Regions from separate parts of the Mus musculus genome. Here all the other regions are linked to region 2. Evidence: chromatin contacts called from public HiChIP or PLAC-seq and promoter capture Hi-C data. All regions are on one chromosome and are shown on one strand. Each heading gives the region's core, a stretch centred on a gene start, on an enhancer-like site or on the middle of the called end of the contact. The rest is flanking DNA. Distances are from core to core; before and after follow the strand shown. Region 1 holds the start of Mrps12 (mitochondrial ribosomal protein S12). Region 2 holds the start of Dpf1 (D4, zinc and double PHD fingers family 1). Region 3 holds the start of Plekhg2 (pleckstrin homology domain containing, family G (with RhoGef domain) member 2). Region 4 holds the start of Zfp82 (zinc finger protein 82). Region 5 holds the start of Zfp260 (zinc finger protein 260). Region 6 holds the start of C230062I16Rik (a long non-coding RNA gene).

Region 1 (3,393 bases), core at 308-2,807, 570 kb before region 2:
TAGGTTTCCGTATTCTAGATAGGAATCCAAGTCTAAGACTATTCAGTGGGGACAGATGGCTCGTGGTTAGAAGCACTTGTTGCTCCTGCAAAGGACGACCATTTGATTCGCAGCACCCACAGTGGTGGCTCACACACCTCTAGTTCCAGAGGATCTGACACACCCATGGGTTGCACTTACATACACACATTCATACAGGGGCTGGAAAGATACCTCAGTGGTTAAGAGCACTGGTTGCGGGCTGGCGAGATGGCTCAGAGGGTAAGAGCACTGACTGCTCTTTAATCCCAGCACTCCGGAGGCAGAGGCAGGCGGATTTCTAAGTTCGAGGCCAGCCTGGTCTACAGAGTGAGTTCCAGGACAGCCAGGGCTACACAGAGAAACCCTGTCTCGAAATACCATGTGAATGGAATACCCAATGCCTGCCTCCCTCAGAACACTGTGTACAAACCTGATGTCTGGGCAATGTCTAGGAACATAAAAGTTGTCCTCCAATGGGTGGCCCGTCTTAGAATTAGAAAAATAGCACGTGAATGAATAACTAAACTTCTTCTTCTTCTTTTTTTTTTTTTTTTTTTGGTTTTTTGAGACAGGGTTTCTCTGTGTAGCCCTGGCTGTCCTGGAACTCACTTTGTAGACCAGCCTGGCCTCGAACTCAGAAATCTGCCTGCCTCCCGAGTGCTGGGATTAAAGGTGTGCGCCACCACTAAACTTCTTAGCTTGGCCTTCTCACCTGTAGGGGGTGATCAATAAACACTGAAGGAATAAACACTACTGAGAGACACCTAAGCAGGGAGACATGCCAAGAAAGGAGCATTTGTTGGTATGATTGTTACACGGACATCGAGAGTGCACTTACACAAACTAAGACAGAATATCACCAGGCAATGCAATCTCAGGGATTCACCGCTATCGATGCAGGGGAGCCATGACTAAGACTGACTTAAACTCTAAGAACACAGGACCTTCCCACCTCCTGCCCCCTGAGCCGGGAGCGTGGTAGAAAACGCCTGTAACTCCAGAACTTGGGAGATTGAAGCGGTAGTCAGGAGGTCAAGGCCATCCTGTCTACAAAGTGATTTGGAAGTTGACCTGGACTACAGTGAAACCCTGTCTCCAAAATAGAAAAGGCACCGTGCTTAAAGATGATACCATCCGAAATCTGGCAAAAACACGCAAATGCCAGGGAGCTGTCCTCGTCCCTGTGGCCCATGCTCACTTACCACGACTGAGGGACGTGGTGAGGCCATAAAGAAGGCCGGGCCAGGACATCTCGCCGCCTGCAGCGTCCCTGTATTAGGAGAGAAGACATTCAGAAAGGAGGTTGGGACCAGAAACCCACTCTCAGAGCCTTCTAGAATCTCCTCTAAAACAGAAAGTCCCCTCGCAAATTCAGTCTCCTTCTGAGTAGGCCCCCAAGGACCCAACCGCCCTTGCCCGGATACTGGAAGGGGAAACTGAGGAGAGAGGAGAGATCTGGATCACAGATAACTGCACCCACCTCACCAACCTAGCGGGGTCGCACACACGCCAACCCCTACCTCCAGCCCCTTCCGGGGTTCCTCCTTAGTGATTGGCTAGATCTTTCCTGCGTCACTGAAGGGACGGGACAAGGATGACGATTGGACAATAACAGATTCTAGCTGAGTTCCATTTTCCTCATTGGAAGGGATTCTGAAGCCTGGGCGGGAAATCTCCTTGCGCGTCTGATTGGCTCGTCCATGATGAGTGACTTCTTGTTTCCACTCCAAGATGGCTGCGTCCATGGCGCGGCTTTGGTGGCCTTTCCTGGCTCGCCAGGGGCTCCGGTCCCGAGGACGCTGCGTGTGCAGCCAGAACCCAAGGAGGAGTTTCGCTACGGAGAAACGAGTCCGGAACCTCCTGTACGAACACGCACGAGAGGGCTACAGCGAGCTTCCCTACTTGGACATGGAGTCGGTGTGCGCATGCCCAGAAAAAGCCGCGCGCTCCCTGGAGCTCCGCAAGGGGGAGCTGCGGCCGGCCGACCTGCCTGCGATTGTGAGTGCGCTTGCGCCCTGAGGGAGCAGGATGCTTTACAGAACTGGGTTTACCAGATGCATTCCAGTTGTGGGAAAAACTACTCAACAGGAATTTGGGTTCCTTCCCAAGTTAGGCAATGTCTTGTGCATGACACCCACTTAGGTGCCAATGATCTAGGGAGAACTGAGGCCCTATTGAACGTCGTGGATGCCTTCTGTGACCTACATGCCCTTTTGCATGCATTTCATAATTCGACAGTTGGTATCTACTGTACTCCCAGAACCTAAATACCATTGTCTTCTGTACTCAAACTTCGTGCCGGGCTCACCCTTAGGCCACAAAGAAAAATGAGGAGGGAGGTGTGAATCAGAGGGAATTTTGGAGACAGAGCTTTGCATCCTGCTATAAACATCCTGATGGAGTTGAATGGATAAATACCTGCTAAACAGATATTTAAGGTATATCTGTTCATGTATTTATGATCCAGAGGTTAAGACTATGCGCCATAATTCTACCTTATAGGGAACTAAAATTGGGGGTCTCCATGCCGGTAGTGAATTCCGAATGTAATAGATGAATCTTCCCAACTCTGTTGCCTTGATAAAACACCATGAACAAAGCAACTTACAGAAGGATTTATTTTGGGCTTGGTAGGGAATGGCAGAATAGCAGCAGGTCACAGAGCAGTAAGCTGACAGCACACATCTTTAACCACAATCATGAAGCACAGACCTCAAACTAGATGCAGGACGAGGCTTTAAGCTCTCAAAGCCCACCTCCAGGAACATATTTCCTCCAGCAAGGCCACGCCTCCTAAGCCTCCCCAAACATCACCAGCCACTGATCATTTGACCATGTTCAAATGTCAGGATATGGGGGACATTTCTCATTCAGGTCACTACAGACTCTCACACCACCAGTCATTGTCAATCACTTTAGCCATATTTCAAGTTTTTGTCATGTTTAGTTTTTCACCAGTAAGCACTGGTGGCTAAGCCAAATAGGGCACTTCCTGCCAAACCTGATAACCGGAGTTCAATTTCCTGGTGGTAGGAGAAAACCAATTCTTGAGAGAATTGTCTTCTGACCCCTCATTTAAGCGCAAACACAAGAAAGTCACGTACATGCTTAATAATAGAAGAAAGGAGCCGGGCGGTGGTGGTGCACGCCTTTAATCCCAGCACTCGGGAGGCAGAGGCAGACAGATTTCTGAGTTCGAGGCCAGCCTGGTCTACAGAGTGAGTTCCAGGAAGCCAGGGCTATACAGAGAAACCCTGTCTTGTAAAAAAATAAATAAATAAATAAAAAATAATAATAATAATAGAAGAAAGGTCTGTCTGGGTGTGGTGATGAAGTACTCTGGAGGAGGAAGAGGCAGGCAGATCTTTGGTC
Region 2 (3,252 bases), core at 608-3,107:
TGTGGTCGAATGCTAGGGTGACATACCCGAGCCATAGGACCTCACTAAAAATCCTGTCTCTGTCAAGCACTCTCTCTGCACAGAGCCCGACTCAAAGTATTGATGTAAATAGCGAGTAATTAGCATTATCACACAGGGCACTGGGCTCCTGGGCAGGAGCGTTGCTTGGGCAACTGAGGACTGGGAGGGCCAAGTTCTGAGGAGAGCATTCTAGGAAGGGTCTGTGACAGTGATGGGAAAGGAAAGAGAGCCGGGGCCTTTCCTGGTAGTAGCCTGGGCTTCAGAGGTGACAGGATCTGAGTGTAAGGGCTGAGGTAGAGCTGCGAAATCAAGTTGGTGTGCTGGGAATCTGGAGGGTGGCAGAGGATTGTGACAAGGACCCTCTGAGCTCAATACTGGGTCTGGAGACTGGACGTATCATGGCATGGTCTGGAGATGATACTATGTGAGGGGTACCCACACCCCTTATTTATTCCTGGGCAGGACGTAAATCAGACACCCTGCAGTGCCGGGGGACGCCTGAGATGGGTGGGTGGGTGGGTGGATGGGGACATTTGTGGAAGGGAGCTATAGCAGTCTAGAGGTGTATTGTGTGTGTGAAGTGCGGGAAACCTTGAGACTTATGATGGGTGGACCGCCCCCTGCTGGACAAGAATTTTTTTTGTATTAACACTTGATATGCTAATTTATGCTGCCACTCTAATCAGAATGCTAAGTTATTCCCCAGAGGTGGGGCTGAGTGTGAGTCGTGTGTGTGTGTGTGTGTGTGTGTGTGTGTGTGTGTGATATTCAGTAGGTCAGCTCATTCTCTGGGGATCTCTTAGGGTAGAGTGTGGGAGAGAAAAGGAGGCAAGGAGGATCCTGTAGGGACGTGTGCAGGCACACGAATTCTATATCCAGACAGCAGCCAGGGGCTGAGAACAGGTAAGGTTTCCTCCCAGGATCTCAAAGCCCTTCTCTAGAAAATGAGGATAGTCCGGTTTAACCTGGAGAGAGCTGTGTTAAGCACATAGTGAGTGTTAAGTATTCACTCAACAAATATTTGTTGAACACCTGCTAAGGCAGGCTATTTATTCTTCCTAATAACAGTGCAACCACTTTATGCCTTGGTACATATCAGATCCTCTTTGTAGATATCTTCTCGGTGGAATAAATGAATTTATAGGTATCTGCCAGGTACTAATTCCAGCACTTGCCTGGTATGGCGTCACACACTAATTTCAGCACTTGGAGAGACAGGAAAAATGGCCAGTTTGGGCTGAACAGCAAGATGCTGTCCCTAAAACAGTCACTTACCCTGTTGCTATTGTAATCTTCAGTCCGTTGAGACAGGCCCAGAACGCTTAGCTTAAGTCATGCGCACCAAGTCCCACAAGCGAGGATTTGAGGCCAGGAAGAAGGAAGGCAGTTCTGTAGTCCTTCGTAGGAGTGGACTGGGGTGGCCGCGAGAGTCATCTCTCAGTCACGATGGGTTCTCTACAGCTTGGAGTGCTAGGTGGCGTTTGGCGTGCTGGTGACACAGCTGGGTGGGCACCTGCGAGGTCCCCGCGCGCCTGTGGCCGGTTGTGCGTGAAGGTGGGGTGAATGGAAGTCTGCGAGTGTAGTGTGACTATGTGTAAGCTGCCATGTGCGCGTGTGTGCGTGCATGCGTCTGTGCACGTGGGGCTGGAAGTGCGTGTGAGTGAGCGTGTGTGAACGACTGCGAGATCCTCCATCCCTCCCCCACCCCACCCCCTGGGTCGGAGGACCCGCTAGGGACTACCACTCCCGGCATGGCCTGGGCGGCCCGCCCTGCCATCCTGATTGGCTGAGATCCTCGTGCTCCCGCCCCCTGGGAATGAATGGATGGGCGGCCTCAGCGCCCGCCCGACCGCTGGGAGGACCGACCCGGCAGGGACCTGCTGGGGGCAGGACCCGGGGAGCAAGATGGCCACGGTCATCCCCAGCCCCCTGAGGTGGTGCGGGTGGGCGCGAGGCGGGGGAGTCGGCGCGGGCGGGTCTGTGCGGCCGCGCGCGCGCGTGTGTATGTGTGTGGCCGCTGGGGGTGGGGCTGGTGGGGTGTCAGGGGGCTGTCACCGCGTGCGGGGGTGCGAGTGTATGTGACTGAGGGTGTTTAGCAAGAATGATGTCCGACGCGTTGCTCCAGGACTGGGAGAGGGCGTGGGGGAGGGGTCTCCAAGGATTTTTAGGGGAAAGGGGTCATGTCCCCTCCCAGGGATGCCAGGGTTTGAGAGAGGGTACATGGTCTAGGGAAGCTGGGGCCTGGGTACACTCGAATCCACGCTACCTTTGTCTTGGGGTGTGGAGTGTGTTGAGCGACTTATACATTGCTTTTTGCTTTGTAGCTGAATGTGTGGGTATGTATAGGGTTTCTTTTATTCTGCACTACCTATCTGAGTATTTGGGTCTCGAAGTGTGTGCACATGTCTGGCGAATCTGCACCATTTATGTTCTGTGTCTTTGGATATGGACGTGTGAGGATAGGTCTAAATTTTTGTGTGAACATGAGCAGACCTGACTGCCCCTCTGTTTCCAAGGCGTGTACCTGTGTATTTGGGGATGCATTTTAAATTTGGGGTTTCTGTGTATGTGTACCCTTGAAAATCTCAGTGATGTCTTTGTATTGTGTGTTTGGCTGGAGTGTCTTTGGATGGATATGTAAGCGCATATGTAAATGTTTATAGGGTCCCTATCTTTTGACATTGTGTGACTGTTGGGATGAGTGTTGTGTGGTGTGTTTCCATGTTGTGGGTCTTTGTGGATAAGCTGTCTCTGGAACCATCTGGGTCTCTGGATACATGACATTCATAGGTAGTTCTATGGCTTTTTTTGATTTGGATTATTTGTGTTCTGCAAGAGATGTGTGTCTGTGTGACAGAGAGAATTTGTTTGCTACTCCTTTGTGAAGATTGGGATACGTTTCTCTTTGTGTGTGAATCCCGTGTGGCCATGTGCGATTTGTTTGTATTGGGTGTTTGGCTACGTTCATGTGTGGATGGGTCCCGGTATGTTTTGGTTTGTTTTTATATTGTCTGTGAACACTTCTTAACCCGAGACATAATCAAGTTTTAGGTAGCTGCTTCCCTGCCAGCACCCTGCCCCGCCCCCGGATCCAGAGGGGTGGGAGAAGATGGGGGAGGTGAAGGTGGACCTGGCCGGCTTGCCCTTTGCGGAGCAGTGGGAACGGGCAGCCGCGGGAGGGTGCTGGGCCTCCCTGCACTAGCCCTTGCTGACAGCCGCCCGCCCGCTGCT
Region 3 (3,333 bases), core at 659-3,158, 940 kb before region 2:
TATGTTCAAGTCCAAATTCCTCACACGCACGGGGCCCCATCTAATGCAGCCATGGTAGAACCCTTCACCCAGTTCCCTTTCCACCACTCAGCTCTCAACAGCCCCCCACCTCTTCACACTCAACTTTGTCCAGTTACTTAAAGGTGCAGCTGTGAGCCTCTGCACATACTGCTCCCTGCATGCAGAATTCTTCTTTGAGTCCAACTCCTTTCTCCTGAATTCTCAGCTTAGCAGTCTCCTCCGTGGTGACAGGGCTGGGCTATGTTGGCCATGCTCAGCACTAGGCCAGCTATAGAGGGATGCTCATTGTCCTGAAGGAAGGGACAAATGCCCACAGGCTCCACCTGTCTGGGCTGCTCACCTGTTGGAGTGTCACTCACTGCTGCGCAGTCGCAAACTTCACCTTGGTGGCCACACCCGAGCCTAAGGCTGGGTTTGGGCAGGCTCAATCCCCGGGCTCCCTCGGGCATGATTGAGTGGCACAACTCCGACCTACAGAAGAGACCCACTTCTTGGGAACTAGACTTCACCGGTCTCTCGGCCGCTCCTACTCACAGATAGGGTGCTGGAAGCTGATCTAAACTCAAGGAGGGGCCCCAAGAAGATACAAAGTGACAGGAAGAAGGGGCTGAGAATACAAGCCAAAGATGGAAAAAGGTTGAGACAAAGAACGAAGACAGCAAAAGTGCCTGAGTCTGCAAGTCCCATCTGTCTGGGGGCCCCCCTCCCAAGGCTCAGGGATCCTGGGAACTCTCAGGCTCAGGCTGAAGCTGAGGGCGAGGGGCAGGGCTGGGAAAAACCGTGGGCGGGAGAGGCCGCGGGGTCCCAGGGGAGGGCGGAGGCTGGGGGACCGGATGCCAGGGTCCTACAGACTGTTCCTTACCCCGCCCAAGACGGCGTACTGGGGCGCTGGCCCCGAGTCCTCCACCCAGCTCCAGTCGGTCCCTCGGCGCCCCAACCGCGGTCCCCACCGTTGGATTCTCCCCTGTGCAGTTGCAGCCCCCAACTCCAGCCGGCGCCTCCGCTACCCCCCGCCGGCACGCCCCCTCATTGTTCCGCTTCGGCGCCGCCCCCTCCCCCAGCCCCGGGCCCCTCGCTCCCCTCACCTCCCGGGGAGCCACGGGCCTTGGGGTCGGGAGTCCCGCGCGTCTGGACCGTAACGCGCGATCCCTGGGGAGGCTCACAACCCAGACTTAAGGTCGTGAACTTGGGGTTCTCGGACTCCAGAATCCGGGGAGAGTTGGGATCCGGAGTCCGAAGTCTCGGTGTTCTAAATAGAAGATGCTGCAACCCTCTACTCGAGTCTCAGACCAGGGCGCTGGGGACCCAAACTCCTCAGTCTTCTAGGTAGGGCTGTGTGTTGTCGGGAGCACCGGGATTCCAGAGTTTCCAGAACCCGAGGGGCAGGAGTGAAGTCACCTCCGGGAGGGACCGCAAGGACTGGCTAACTCCTCGGTCTCCTGGAGGTGATGGATGCTGCAGCCCTAAGTCGAGGCGCGAGGTCCTGTCCCCAAGTGGCTCCAGGAGGGGGTCTTGGACTCAGAGTTGGGACCCCGTGGGAAGGATGCACGGCCACAGATCCTACGGTCTTCGAAGCCGGGTACGGGACGGGCCTCCAGCCTCGGGGCTGACTTCCCGAGCCCCGGGCTCCTCCAGGAGGGGGCGCTGGACATCAGAGGTCCCGGCCCCTCTGCGGGAGCCGGGACTTGCGGGTCTCTTAAAACGCGGGACAGAGTTCCCGGACGCCTGGGCCCAAGACTATGAACGCCTCGGGCTCCGGGATGAGTGTCCTGGGGCTCTGGGGGCAGCGGCAACGCCGCATCTGGGGCGGGGAGAGTCGGGTCCCAGATGTGGGGCGGGGGGCGGCCGCCCAAGGCTTCTCCTCCCCTTTGCCGCCGCCGCGGCTCACATCCTGTTCCCGCCTGCTGGGGGGAGGGGCCGCCTTCCGGCACGCCCTCCCGTAAAGGCTTTTAAAATCCCCGCCCCCTACTCTGAATAATTGCAAGCAAGCGGTTCCAACGGCGAGTCACCGCCCACATTCCAAGAGCCTAGAGCCGGGAGGACTTTTTACCTTTTACAGCAAGGGCCCAGGAGGCGTGAGAATCTGGAATAGTCTCACACTCTTGTTCTTATTGGTCGATCGGCGGGCTTTATATTTGCATATGCAATGTTGGGCCGAGCCGTTCAACAAAGTCCTGCGACTACAACTGACTGAAGGACTTTGTGGCGCGAGGGTGCGGCCGGAGCTCCAGTGGCGCAATCGGTTAGCGCGCGGTACTTATATGTCAGTGCTAGGCGTAAGCGATGCCGAGGTTGTGAGTTCGATCCTCACCTGGAGCACTTCTTTTTTTAACTCATCTACCTCTTTTCTGGTGTTCTCTCATCAGTTTAGAAGTCTTCACATTTTATAATTTCAATCAAATGTTTTGGCTTGTTTGAGACAGGGTCTCACCATGTAACTCTCTGGCTGGTCTGGAAGTCATTATGTAGACCGGGCTGGCCTCGAACTCACAGAGAGCGCCTGCCACTGCCTCTGCCTCTGCCTCTGCCTCCCTAGTACTGGTATTAAAGACGTGCGTCACTGTACCCGGAAACTACAGAATTTTTGAAGAATGAACATTTCTTTGTGAATTTTTTGCAATGGTCTGTGGAACAGTCCCAAAGTTGCAGTTTCTATTCTGGTCGCCAGAGGGCAATAACGTCTCTTATTAGATGGCCTGGGCGTCAGATAAAATCCAAATCTCAGATCCCAGGGATGGATGGATGCTTACAACACACTCTTTATGGATATTTGTCTTCTACAGGTTTCTGAACAGATTTTTTTTTTTTTTTTTTTTTTTTTTACTGACCACTCACTAGGAACTGTATCCTCTGTCTCTGAGGACTTGACTTTTTACTAAGGAGACTGAGTACTGAAAGTCTACGAATTAAGTACTTTTTTTTAAAATTTGACTTTCCCTATGTTACCCAGACTGGCCTAAACTCCTGGCTCCCTCACCATCTGGGAGTGTAACTGTATCGTTAGATTAGCTACTGATAAGTATGGATAAGTAGGGTGGGATGCAGATTATCATAGCTGTCATGGATGGACTGTTTTTATTTTATGTGTATGGGTGTTTGGCCTGCAAGTGTGTCTGTGTACCATGTTCATGCTTGGTGTCCAAAGAGACTGGAGGAGGGCGGCAGATCCCCTGGAACTGCAGTTTCAGAGGGTTATGGTGCAGGGAATCAAACCAGGTGCTCTGTCAGAGCCGCCAGTGTTCTTAACTGCTGATCCATCTCTCCGGCCCCAGGGGAGATCTTTGAACAGACAGACACCTGGAGGAGGGGAAG
Region 4 (3,269 bases), core at 105-2,604, 760 kb after region 2:
CCAGAAGAAGGCATTAGATCCCATTACAGATGGTTGTGAGCCACCATGTGGTGGCTGGGAATTGAACTCAGGACCTCTGGAAGAGTGTTCTTAACCGCTGAGCCATCTTTCCAGCCCCCCCCTTTTTTTTTTTACAAAAATAAATCTTAAAAATAAATGTACATCACAATTAAGTAGATACCCATACACACCACTCCCTTGGTGTTGGAATCACCCCTAATCACCACATTAACAAACAGCTGCTGTTTACTAAGCATTTGGTATTTATGAATATCAGCAACTGTTCTAAGAGCTCTACAGCATAGTATTAAAAATAAAACCCAGCTATAAAAATAAAGCCCGATCTCCTTGGAGGGAGGGTTGTCGTCCTGTCCCCCCCCCCCAAAAAAAAAAACACTGAAAAGCGGATACGTATGTACGTACAGGCACTGGGTGGTGTAAGGAGTCAGGCTCTGTTTCTAAGAACCAGACATTTAAAAATAACAAATGTTCTGATCCACTAAAAAATTAAAGTGCCTTTCACAGATCCAAGAGGTAAGATTGACCCCCCCTGACCTTACCTTTTAAACAGGCAACAGCGATTTATCCCTCCCCTTCCTGTGAGCACTTAAAGGCAGGCTGGAGTAGGAGCGAATGTTAACGTCCAAACTTTTCTCGGAGCCTTGTCCAGCCTAGTTAAATCAAAGCACAAGACACAACCAATCGGTCACCACCACCCATCACTCACACCCGGGAGCGAGTTCAGCTGTCCTGCCCTGGTACCTAAGAAAGGCCAGGGCGGCAGATGGCCAGGAAGTTTACAATAGCTCCCTAGGTGGATCGCACACAGCCTGTCCAGCGAGTGACTGTATCTGAGCACGTGTGGCGTGTTGGGGGTAACCCCAGGGAACCAGCCAAGGGTGTGTGTGTTGGGGATCGGGGACCATCTTTCAGACCCCTCTCAAGACCCGGAGCTCTTTGCTTTGTTTACTGGGAGTCTTGTGTGTTGCTCAGGTGAATGGCTGGGGAACCATTCCTCTTTGGGACTGATGTGGCTACACCGCAGCCGAGCCTGGGGCCAGAATCACACACACCAGGACCTCGGCAACCTCGCTCACACAACCGCTCTGCACCCCATTCACTCGCACAAATGCCATCACGCCGTGGCTTCCGGGCCGCACTCAGTCGCGGTGGCTGCCACCCCGACGCCCTGCCACGCCCAGCAGGCACAGCTCGCCACTGTGGTCCCCACGCAGCAAGCCGAGGCGCGGACCCAGTATGAGGGGCGCGGGGCCTCCCTGTCCCCGCCCTTACCCCCTGCTCCCTGCAGCACCTTCACTAAGTTCACGGAACTGGGACCCAGGCTCGGCTCAGTTGCCCCGCCCCACGCGCTGAGGTGACAGTGGCTGCATCTCCAGACCCCCGAGAGCCTACAGGGCGTTGCGCGGGGACTGCTGGGAGGGACAGCCGCACGCACCGCGTGCGCATGCGCCACACTCACTGTGTGCTCCGTTTGGGACCAGGACAGGGAGAGGAGCAGAACCTCAACTCTGATTAAGTATTTGAGGAAAATCGGATTTTCGTTTGGAGATTTGTGCATTTGATATAGTCATGTTTGTTGTGGAGGTGACTGCAAATGACTACGTCTTAGAATAAGATTTTAAAGGACATTCCTATCATGTAGTTTGCTTTTACCCAGGTTCTTAAGATTTTCTTCTTTCTTAACCAGGATTTTTTTTTTTTTTTTGGAGAGACAGGGTTTCTCTGTGTAGTCCTGGTTGTCCTGGAACTCACTCAGTAGACGAGGCTGGCCTTGAACTCAGAAATCCTCCTGCCTCTGCCTTCCAAATGCTGGGATTAAAGTGCTGGATCATCAACTTAAATACCTTTCGTTCCTATATTTTTAAATTGCCAGAAAATAAATAATAAAATGGTTGAGCTGGTATGTGCCTATATTCTTATCACTTTGAAGGCAGAAGAATCACTCAAAAGTTTGAGGCCAGCCTGAGTTACATAGTGAGTTCCAAGCCAGCCAGGGCTATATAAGACCTGGTCTCAAGTATATAAAGTAAACGTGATGGTTAAATTTCTGATTAATTGATCATCTATAATTATATTCTCTAATGCTACAGCTTGTGGAAAGTTAAGCCTTTCAGTAAATAGGGATAACAATGAATACTAAGCAGTGACTAACGAAGGCACAGCCCTACCCTGATAAAACAATGAGTCAGGTGGTAGAATCACTCCCACATGGAACATGCTATATAGCACATAAACATGATTAATTAAAAAAAAAAAAAAAAAAAACTCGGGGGCTGGTGAGATGGCTCAGTGGGTAAGAGCACCCGACTGCTCTTCCGAAGGTCCGAAGTTCAAATCCCAGCAACCACATGGTGGCTCACAACCATCTGTAATGATCGACTCCCTCTTCTGGAGTGTCTGAAGACAGCTCAGTGTACTTATATACAATAAAAATAAATAAATCTTTAAAATAAATAGATAAATAAATAATTCTTAAAAAAAAAAAAAAACTGATCTCAGGCAGAACTTGCCATCTCATGAAATAAACTACTGATTATGATTACTCTTGGGGAAAATAAGGTCAAAAGGTGTTGTTGTCTTATTTATGTTTAAATCTTCCATGAGAAAACACACCTGTTTTATTTCTAGTTTTAAAATTAATAACTTTCAAGCCAGAGAGATGGCGCAGTGGAGTTTGCTGTGCATTCTCTGGGAACCACATGGGAGAAGGAGAGAACCAATTTCCCCTGTGACCTCTACACCAGGGATGCTGTACAAACTAAAACTTAAAATAATCAAATGTGGCCGGGCATGGTGGCGCACACCTTTAATCCCAGCACGTGGGAGGCAGAGGCAGGCCGATTTCTGAGTTCGAGGCCAGCCTTGTCTACAAAGTGAGTTCCAGGACAGCCAGGGCTATACAGAGAAACCCTGTCTCGAAACAAACAAACAAACAAACAACAAAACAAACAAAGAAATCAAATGTGGAGCTGGACATGGCAGCACATACCTTTAATCTCAGCACTCACGCTGGGAGGAGAGGCAGAGGGATCTCTCTTGTGTATGAGGCCAGCCTGGTCTACATGATGAGTTCCAAGATAACTGAGGTAATGTAGAGAGACCCTGTCCCTCCAAAAATCAAATAAATAGATAGATACATACATACAGATGGGGCTTAGGAGATGGCTCACTGGTTAGGAATACCAGTTGCTTTTACAGAAAACACAAGTTCATTCCTCAGCACCCATATGGCAGCTTATAAACACGTA
Region 5 (3,178 bases), core at 295-2,794, 790 kb after region 2:
TCACAACCATCTGTAATGGGATCTGATGTCCTCTTCCGGTATGTCTGAAGAGAGCAACAATGTACTCACATACAATTAAATAAATAAATAAATAAATAAATAAAGCTGTAGCTATAACTGGCTGTTAAAAATCTGGACAGAAGGGGGGGCTGGGCTCAAGGCTGTGTGTGGGGTGGGTGTGGGAATGTATCATGTAAAAGGGTACCTGGGAAGGTATCTGGTAAGACATATTGGTAAGCCATAAGGACAGTCATATATTCCAGGATCAAGAATTTAGCTCACAGTTCACGGTGGCACCTTTTTGGTTTCACACTGGGCTGTTTGATAAGGAGAGAGGCAGAAGCCTAGAGGTCAGGAGAGCAGAAAACCAAGCATGGTGGACAAGAGGTCAAACGGGCTAGATTATATAGGGAAGAGAAGCTGGGGAAGGGACAGCCCAACTCTGGTGGGAGATTTCAGGGTAGGAGGCAGGGTAGCCCAGGACAAGCACAGGTAGCCAGGCCCCACCTCTATACTAATCTAATGGCCTGGCCCAGTCCCTTGATGTGCAAGAGTATTCAGGGCCAGCCTTCTAGACTGTTCTACCACTGAGAAGGCTGTTTCCAGCCCCTTGAGATACAGACAAGATCCACTCTATAGAGGAAAAAAGGGCGGGGGCGGGGGGAAGAATCCCAGGCCGCCCTGGAAGCCCCGCCTCCTTTCCCCCCAAACCCTATATAATGCCTGCCTCCTGTTCTGTTCTTTGTTGATTCTCTCCCAAGCAAAGGCACCCAACTTCTTGAGGCTTTCCTAATACATCTCTCCCGAGGTTTGCTGTAGGGTGTGACTTTGTGGTATTCCTTGGCTCCCAACTGTAGGATAGCTTTCCCTTTAGAGCTGTAACACCTTCACCAGGCCATCAGCTGCTTTGATATGTTAACAGGCATCTCAGCCATTTGCCCCAGTTTTGGGACCTAACACTCAGGTAACGCATTAACAAACCTCCCACAGGACCCCACAACTCACCTGCATACTGCTTTCCACATTGTTACACACTGTCACAACCCTAGGACATACGGCTACAAAAATTACAATTTCACAATAGTTCATTTTCCTGATTGTTTAGTCTGAACCCAATTATCAGTCTCAATTCCAGCCTGGCTTCAGTTTGTGATACTGTAGCAATCGCTTCCTTAACACCAGAGTCTGATACAACTCTCTGCAGAGCTGCCAACTATCAGCCTGAGATGCCTTCTGGGAAATGTAGTTCAGCAGTGCGCCACGGTGGCCAAGATGGCGTCCTCTCCCGTAAAACCCAGAGGATTGCGCCTTACTGGGAATCTCGCCCTGGAGGCAAGGAAAAGCCTATTCTGTGAGTTTAAGCTGCACTCATTACACACCTTGGCACACCATTGTCCTTTGCGGTAACACAGTGTAAAAGTGGTAGTATCTGAGTTCCAACCTTTTACTACTTATCCACTGGGAAAAGTTCTCGGGAGAGTGGAGGGGAAATTAACTAGAACCCCTGAGACTTCTGGGAAATGTAGTTCACAGTTAAAAAGAGAGCGAAAGAGAGAGACTAGAATGGAAAAAGATCCTCTAGTTCAGAGCCCTGGTGGGCAGAGACCTCTGGGAGTGCTAGCTCACTGAAGGAGTGCGCAGGCGCAGGCTTCGTGGCTCGCCATCGTCGCCTTTGTCTGGGTGAGTTTGATTTCGGGGTCTGTAGGACCGGGATTTTCCCAGACTGAGTAAAGGCAAAGGAGCTGTGGGGGAGGGTTTACCCACCTGCCCGGGCGAGGATGCCTGAAGGGGCGAAAACGCCTACTGTGATGGTGGAGCTGAGAACTTGGGTGGATGGGGGCTGGGGAGATCAGAAACCGGGGTGGGTTTGCGGGCGGGGTGAGCATACGTGTAAGGGTGTGTTTTGGTTTGTTTCGAGTGAGCGAGAAACTGGTTTCAAGTTTGTAAAAATACAGGGGTGGTTTTCTAATACATGTCGCATTTATTTTAAAAATAAAAACGAGGTGTTTTTTTTTCTTCTGGAAAACAGGAAAGGGAAAAAGATAATTGAGTGAGTAGTTTTAAACCTGGTTTTTAAAAATCAAAACAAGTCTACAGTAAAAAAATGAAACCAACGTTCCTTTGAAAAATATTCTTTGTAACAAAGATTTCCAATAACTCGTTATTGGATGCCTACACATCTGTAGGCATTAACTTGCTACTTGGAAAAACCAGATGAGCTAGTTTTGAGTAGTCCCAAATTTACGGACTAGCCCTTAGAATGTACTTTTCACTGCTGCAGATGGGATTGAATCAGTAAGGTAATTAATTGTCCCCCCTTTAGCACAGAGAGGTCAAGAAAGCTATTTAATTTAGCACTCTGATTTGTCAAAGGACAGGGCTCGTGTGTGTGTGTGTGTGTGTGTGTGTGTGTTGCCTGAATATATGTGTACGTGGAACCTGCAGAGGCCAAAAGAAGACATTGGATCCCCTGGAACTGGAATTATAGACAGTTGTGAGCTGGCATGTGGGTACAGGGAGTTGAACTAGAGTCCTTTGGAAGAACAGCCAGTGTTCTTATCCACTGAGCAATCCCTTCAGCTCCAAATTAAGACTCCTAATTTGTCCAGATTTATCCATACCAAGTAGCTTTTGTTAACATACAGATTTTCTTCTGAGTAGTTTTTGGTCAGTCTTTAAAACATGACAAACAACAAAAAATGGTCTGCGTTCATAGTCCTGCTTGTCCTGGAACTCTCGAGATAGGCTTCCCAAGTGCTGGGACTAAAGGCATGCGCTGTTATAGCTGGCTCATCATCGTTTTGCTTTCATTTCTCCCTCCTTCCTTCCTTCCTTCCTTCCTTCCTTCCTTCCTTCCTTCCTTCCTTCCTTCCTTCTGAGTCAGGGTAGTCTCAGTGTGGCCCTAACTGTTTTGGAATTCGCTCTATAGATTAAGCTGCTCCAAACTAGGATGTTCCAACTGCGTCTGCCTCCTGAGTGCTGGGATTAAAGGTGTGCGCCACCTTGCCTAGCTTGTCACACATCTTTTTAAAACATGTTTTTCTTTTCTTTTTTCTTTTCTTTATTTTCTTTTTTTTTTTTTCCATTAAAGAATTTATTTTTAAGCCGGGCATGGTGGCACACACCTTTAATCCCAGCACTTGGGAGGCAGAGGCAGGCGAATTTCTGAGTTCGAAGC
Region 6 (3,350 bases), core at 530-3,029, 640 kb after region 2:
CTCTGGATATTGACACTGTTTTCATTAAAATAGACTTGTTCCTCGTGTTGAGGGTAACACATTGACCTAGTTCCCTCTGACTGTTCTAGCTAGTCTCTGTCAATCATTTTTACTGATTCTCCACTACCTGTCAGATGTCATGTTAGAGTGACCCCCAGTGGGTCTTTCACCTCTACCTTTTCTGTCTTAGGTGTTCTCATTCACTCTTCTGTTTTCAGGATCATTTGTAATGGTAATTCCCCATCCCAGGTCTCCTGCACATCACACTTGTATATACAACTGCCAATGTGACATTTCAATTTGAACGAATGTATCACACTGCACATACTATATCCCAAACCAGAATCTCATTTTCTCCTCAAGTAAGATCCCCCTCCATTCTCAAGAACTGAGTTCTTAGCCAGACAGTGGTGGTGCATGCCTTTAATCCCAGCACTTGGGAGGCAGAGGCAGGCAGATCTCTGAGTTCATGTCCAGCCTGGTCTACAAAGCAAGTTCCCGGACAGCAAGAGCTACACAGGGAAAACCTGTCTCAAATAACAAACAAAGCAACCAAAAAAAAAAGAATTGAATTCTTAACTTACATTTGCAGTCTATGAATAAACACTGTGCCATCTTGTTACAGTCACATGGTGGCTCTGCTCTTGCAGCCACCTACCGCCACAGCTCTGTTTTATGCTGTATTGAGTGTACTGCCTGTTACTACTGCTGGTCCTGATCTCCAACATATTTCCCCTGGACTATTCTAAGATCTTCCTGGGGCTGGAGAGATGGCTCAGCGATTAAAACACTGACTGCTCTTTCCAAGGTCCTGAGTTCAAATCCCAGCAACCACATGGTGGCTCACAACCACCCATAAAGAGATCAGATGCCCTCTTCTGGTGTGTCTGAAGACAGCTACAGTGTACTTATATAATAAATAAATCTTACAAAAACAAAAAAACAAAAAAAAACTTCCTAATTGGTCTTTCTGCCCCCTCCCTCACCCCACCCCTGACCCTTCTTCACTCCTTTTCCAGCTGTCACCAGAGCAGCAAAAGCTGCCATTGAGCAGATAGATTATTATCCACATGCTCAAAATACCTCCCATCTCACTCAAGGTACTGCGGTCTACGAAGCCCAACTTCCTCTGCTCTCCCCCCACCCAGCCACCCCTGGCCTTCCCCCTCCTTGGCTGTTTCAGCCACTGCCAGTGTGTTCATCAGAGCAAGCATGAAAACATCAAAACCTTGACAACTGCATGTTCCCTGTATGGAATAACCCTTTCTCCGTTGTACTTGAACCTCGCTGTGTTCCTCCTGTCATCTACCGCTCCTTTTCTGTCCTCCCTGGCCCTCCATCTAGACTCTACTTCCCATCTCTAATTCTAAATAGCCTCCTATTTTGACTTTTTTTTTTCTAAGTATTTTTCAGCATCTGATATGGTTCATATTTACTTACTTTGTTTATTATCTGGTCCTCGGCAATGTAAGCATCATGAGAGGGGGGGGGGTCACTGCTTCTTTTGTTCGCTGCTATATCCCACACACCAACAATTGACTGATATATGTCCAACATTCAATAAATATTGAGTTTATAAAAGGCTCCTCAGCGCAGGAAGAACTCTGAAAATGAGAGCTGAAAACAGAGCACCACCTTAGGAAACAAATCACAAAAGAGATCTTTACTTAAATGATTGATCTTGCTAACGAGTACTGCTGTTGTGCCATGAAACCTTCATGAACCCCAAAAAGACCACCAAGGAGCCCCATCCAATGCAGTCACATTAGGGTCTCATGGGCTCCCTGCCAACCCTGACACAGCAGAAACACGGTGCCCTGAGTTCAGTTTCAGGCAAGCATTTATAGAGGCAAGAAGAAGGTATCTAGCCTGGTGCACACCTGATTGGGGATTCATTATGGCCTTTAATATAAATTTAAGCCAAACCATAAACTTAACTCCTGCTTTCCTCCTTATGTTGGTTGTTAGGAAGGGAAGTGTCAGGGTCAGGCTTGTAACCTGGAGGTGCAGATCTGGTGCCAGAAGCAGGTTTTGTTGGGGGGTAACCTGGAAACTGGTAGGCACAGGTCTTGTTGGGGTGTAGCCTGGAAACTGATGCTAGCTATTGGCCTGTTAGCTAACTTTAAGTTCCACCTTAGGTCAGGTTCTCTAAGAGGAGACGGAGTCTGAACCCAAAAGGTTTGGTCTCTCATTGCAACCTAAATTTTATTTTATAACTATGAAGGTAAAGATTCTGTTACTTACAGTATTCATTGCTATCCAGGGTATATCTCTATTCCAATATTACTGAAATACTGATGCATTGATTATTTCAGTAATATTGTAGGATGTTAGAACTTTACATTGGGTATAATTATTTAGATTTTGGAAGATTTTAATAAGGATATGCTTGTTAACATATCAACTCCACTTCTAAAAGCCACCCGAAGAGAGGGAGGAAACAAGAGGAGGTATGAGGGAGGAAATGGGGTACATTACAGCATTGCCAAACAGTTCTGCATGAACTTGGTTTATAACTTCAAGAGGTTGAAAACAGAAATTAATCAGGATATATATATGTGTGTGTGTGTGTTGTGTGTGTGTGTTTAAATGGTATACACTTGAAATGTGTAATTGTTGATGTCAATATGTTAACAACATCAATGGTTAAATAAGAGCCGTAAGTTACAGAACTGTATATATGATGTTACTGCTCTTTTTTTTTCTTTTTTTTAGATTTGTTTATTTTATGTGAGTACACTGTAGCCATCTTCAGACACACCAGAAGAGGGCATCAGATCCTATTAGAGATGGTTATGAGCCACCATGTGGTTGCTGGGAATTGAACTCAGGACCTCTGGAAGAGCAGCCGGTGCTCTTAACCACTGAGCCATTTCTCCAGCCCGTTACTGCTCTTTTAAGAGGCCATGCTCTTTATATGAGCACATAAATGTACGCGTTCATGCTCACGAGTGTAAAGAAGTCAATTTGTCAGGAGCTGCATGACTGACTAGGAGAAATAAATAATTTTTAGTCTTTGGGCTTTTCTGTATCTTGCTATTTGGGAAATGGAGTTGGGCTGCAAGGCAAATGAATTTCGCCTGTCATGTACACAAGACAGTTTGTCAATACAGGAAAATAGTCAAGTCCTGGAGATACTGATGCTTCATATAAAAATATTTTCAATTATTATAAACGGCTAAAGGTAGCACTCGTTCAAACGCGGTCTTCACACATCTCCACACAATCCTACCCGCCTAACTTCCACCCACAGAGTTTTTCATTAATGCATTCATTCATTATCTCAGCCATCACATGTGCACCCACGTTCGTAAAGGCACATAAAGGATAACGAGCAAATTATAGTCACA

What was found. Promoter capture Hi-C pulls out the DNA fragments that hold promoters and counts their contacts. HiChIP or PLAC-seq counts read pairs in DNA pulled down with a chosen protein or histone mark. Capture Hi-C pulls out chosen DNA fragments and counts their contacts.
Region 1: a contact with region 2 is called in a promoter capture Hi-C map of liver, with 2.1 times the contacts expected there. The contact joins the promoter of Mrps12 here to the promoter of Dpf1 in region 2. A contact is called at or near these places in 4 of 39 promoter capture datasets (the SN4741 cell line, hippocampal neurons, liver and 1 more), 3 of 115 datasets of contacts at active chromatin or transcription factors (bone marrow-derived macrophages, embryonic forebrain and fetal liver) and 1 of 9 other capture datasets (adipose tissue).
Region 3: a contact with region 2 is called in an H3K4me3 HiChIP or PLAC-seq map of forebrain, with 6 times the contacts expected there. The contact joins the promoter of Plekhg2 here to the promoter of Dpf1 in region 2. A contact is called at or near these places in 2 of 115 datasets of contacts at active chromatin or transcription factors (forebrain and memory CD8 T cells).
Region 4: a promoter capture Hi-C map of pancreatic islet shows a contact between it and region 2, with 4 times the contacts expected there. The contact joins the promoter of Zfp82 here to the promoter of Dpf1 in region 2. A contact is called at or near these places in 1 of 39 promoter capture datasets (liver), 1 of 484 Hi-C or Micro-C datasets (embryonic stem cells), 2 of 115 datasets of contacts at active chromatin or transcription factors (bone marrow-derived macrophages and pancreatic cancer cells) and 1 of 9 other capture datasets (pancreatic islet).
Region 5: an HNF4G HiChIP or PLAC-seq map of pancreatic cancer cells shows a contact between it and region 2. The contact joins the promoter of Zfp260 here to the promoter of Dpf1 in region 2. A contact is called at or near these places in 1 of 39 promoter capture datasets (embryonic stem cells), 1 of 484 Hi-C or Micro-C datasets (embryonic stem cells) and 2 of 115 datasets of contacts at active chromatin or transcription factors (bone marrow-derived macrophages and pancreatic cancer cells).
Region 6: an H3K4me3 HiChIP or PLAC-seq map of embryonic stem cells shows a contact between it and region 2, with 10 read pairs. The contact joins the promoter of C230062I16Rik here to the promoter of Dpf1 in region 2. A contact is called at or near these places in 1 of 39 promoter capture datasets (liver), 1 of 484 Hi-C or Micro-C datasets (embryonic stem cells) and 3 of 115 datasets of contacts at active chromatin or transcription factors (bone marrow-derived macrophages, embryonic stem cells and pancreatic cancer cells).

The regions. Positions count from the first base shown.
Region 1 is chr7:28,740,264-28,743,656 of GRCm38.p6, forward strand. Mrps12 (mitochondrial ribosomal protein S12) reads right to left here and starts at 1,558. Exons shown (of 3, transcript NM_011885.5): 1 at 1,502-1,558; 2 at 1,224-1,291. The coding sequence starts at 1,272. It overlaps Sars2 (seryl-aminoacyl-tRNA synthetase 2), which reads left to right and starts at 1,705. Exons shown (of 16, transcript NM_023637.3): 1 at 1,705-2,019. The coding sequence starts at 1,753.
Region 2 is chr7:29,306,144-29,309,395 of GRCm38.p6, forward strand. Dpf1 (D4, zinc and double PHD fingers family 1) reads left to right here and starts at 1,858. Exons shown (of 12, transcript NM_001368371.1): 1 at 1,858-1,955. The coding sequence starts at 1,927.
Region 3 is chr7:28,370,754-28,374,086 of GRCm38.p6, forward strand. Plekhg2 (pleckstrin homology domain containing, family G (with RhoGef domain) member 2) reads right to left here and starts at 1,909. Exons shown (of 19, transcript NM_138752.2): 1 at 1,107-1,909; 2 at 362-492. The coding sequence starts at 470. It overlaps n-TIaat16 (a tRNA gene), which reads left to right and starts at 2,246; the gene lies at 2,246-2,340.
Region 4 is chr7:30,071,469-30,074,737 of GRCm38.p6, forward strand. Zfp82 (zinc finger protein 82) reads right to left here and starts at 1,355. Exons shown (of 7, transcript NM_177889.5): 1 at 1,313-1,355; 2 at 561-671.
Region 5 is chr7:30,093,532-30,096,709 of GRCm38.p6, forward strand. It overlaps Zfp260 (zinc finger protein 260), which reads left to right and starts at 1,545. Exons shown (of 3, transcript NM_011981.4): 1 at 1,545-1,680.
Region 6 is chr7:29,950,274-29,953,623 of GRCm38.p6, forward strand. It overlaps C230062I16Rik (a long non-coding RNA gene), which reads left to right and starts at 1,780. Exons shown (of 4, transcript XR_003946630.1): 1 at 1,780-3,350. It overlaps Zfp74 (zinc finger protein 74), which reads right to left. Exons shown (of 6, transcript NM_178384.4): 2 at 1,441-1,617.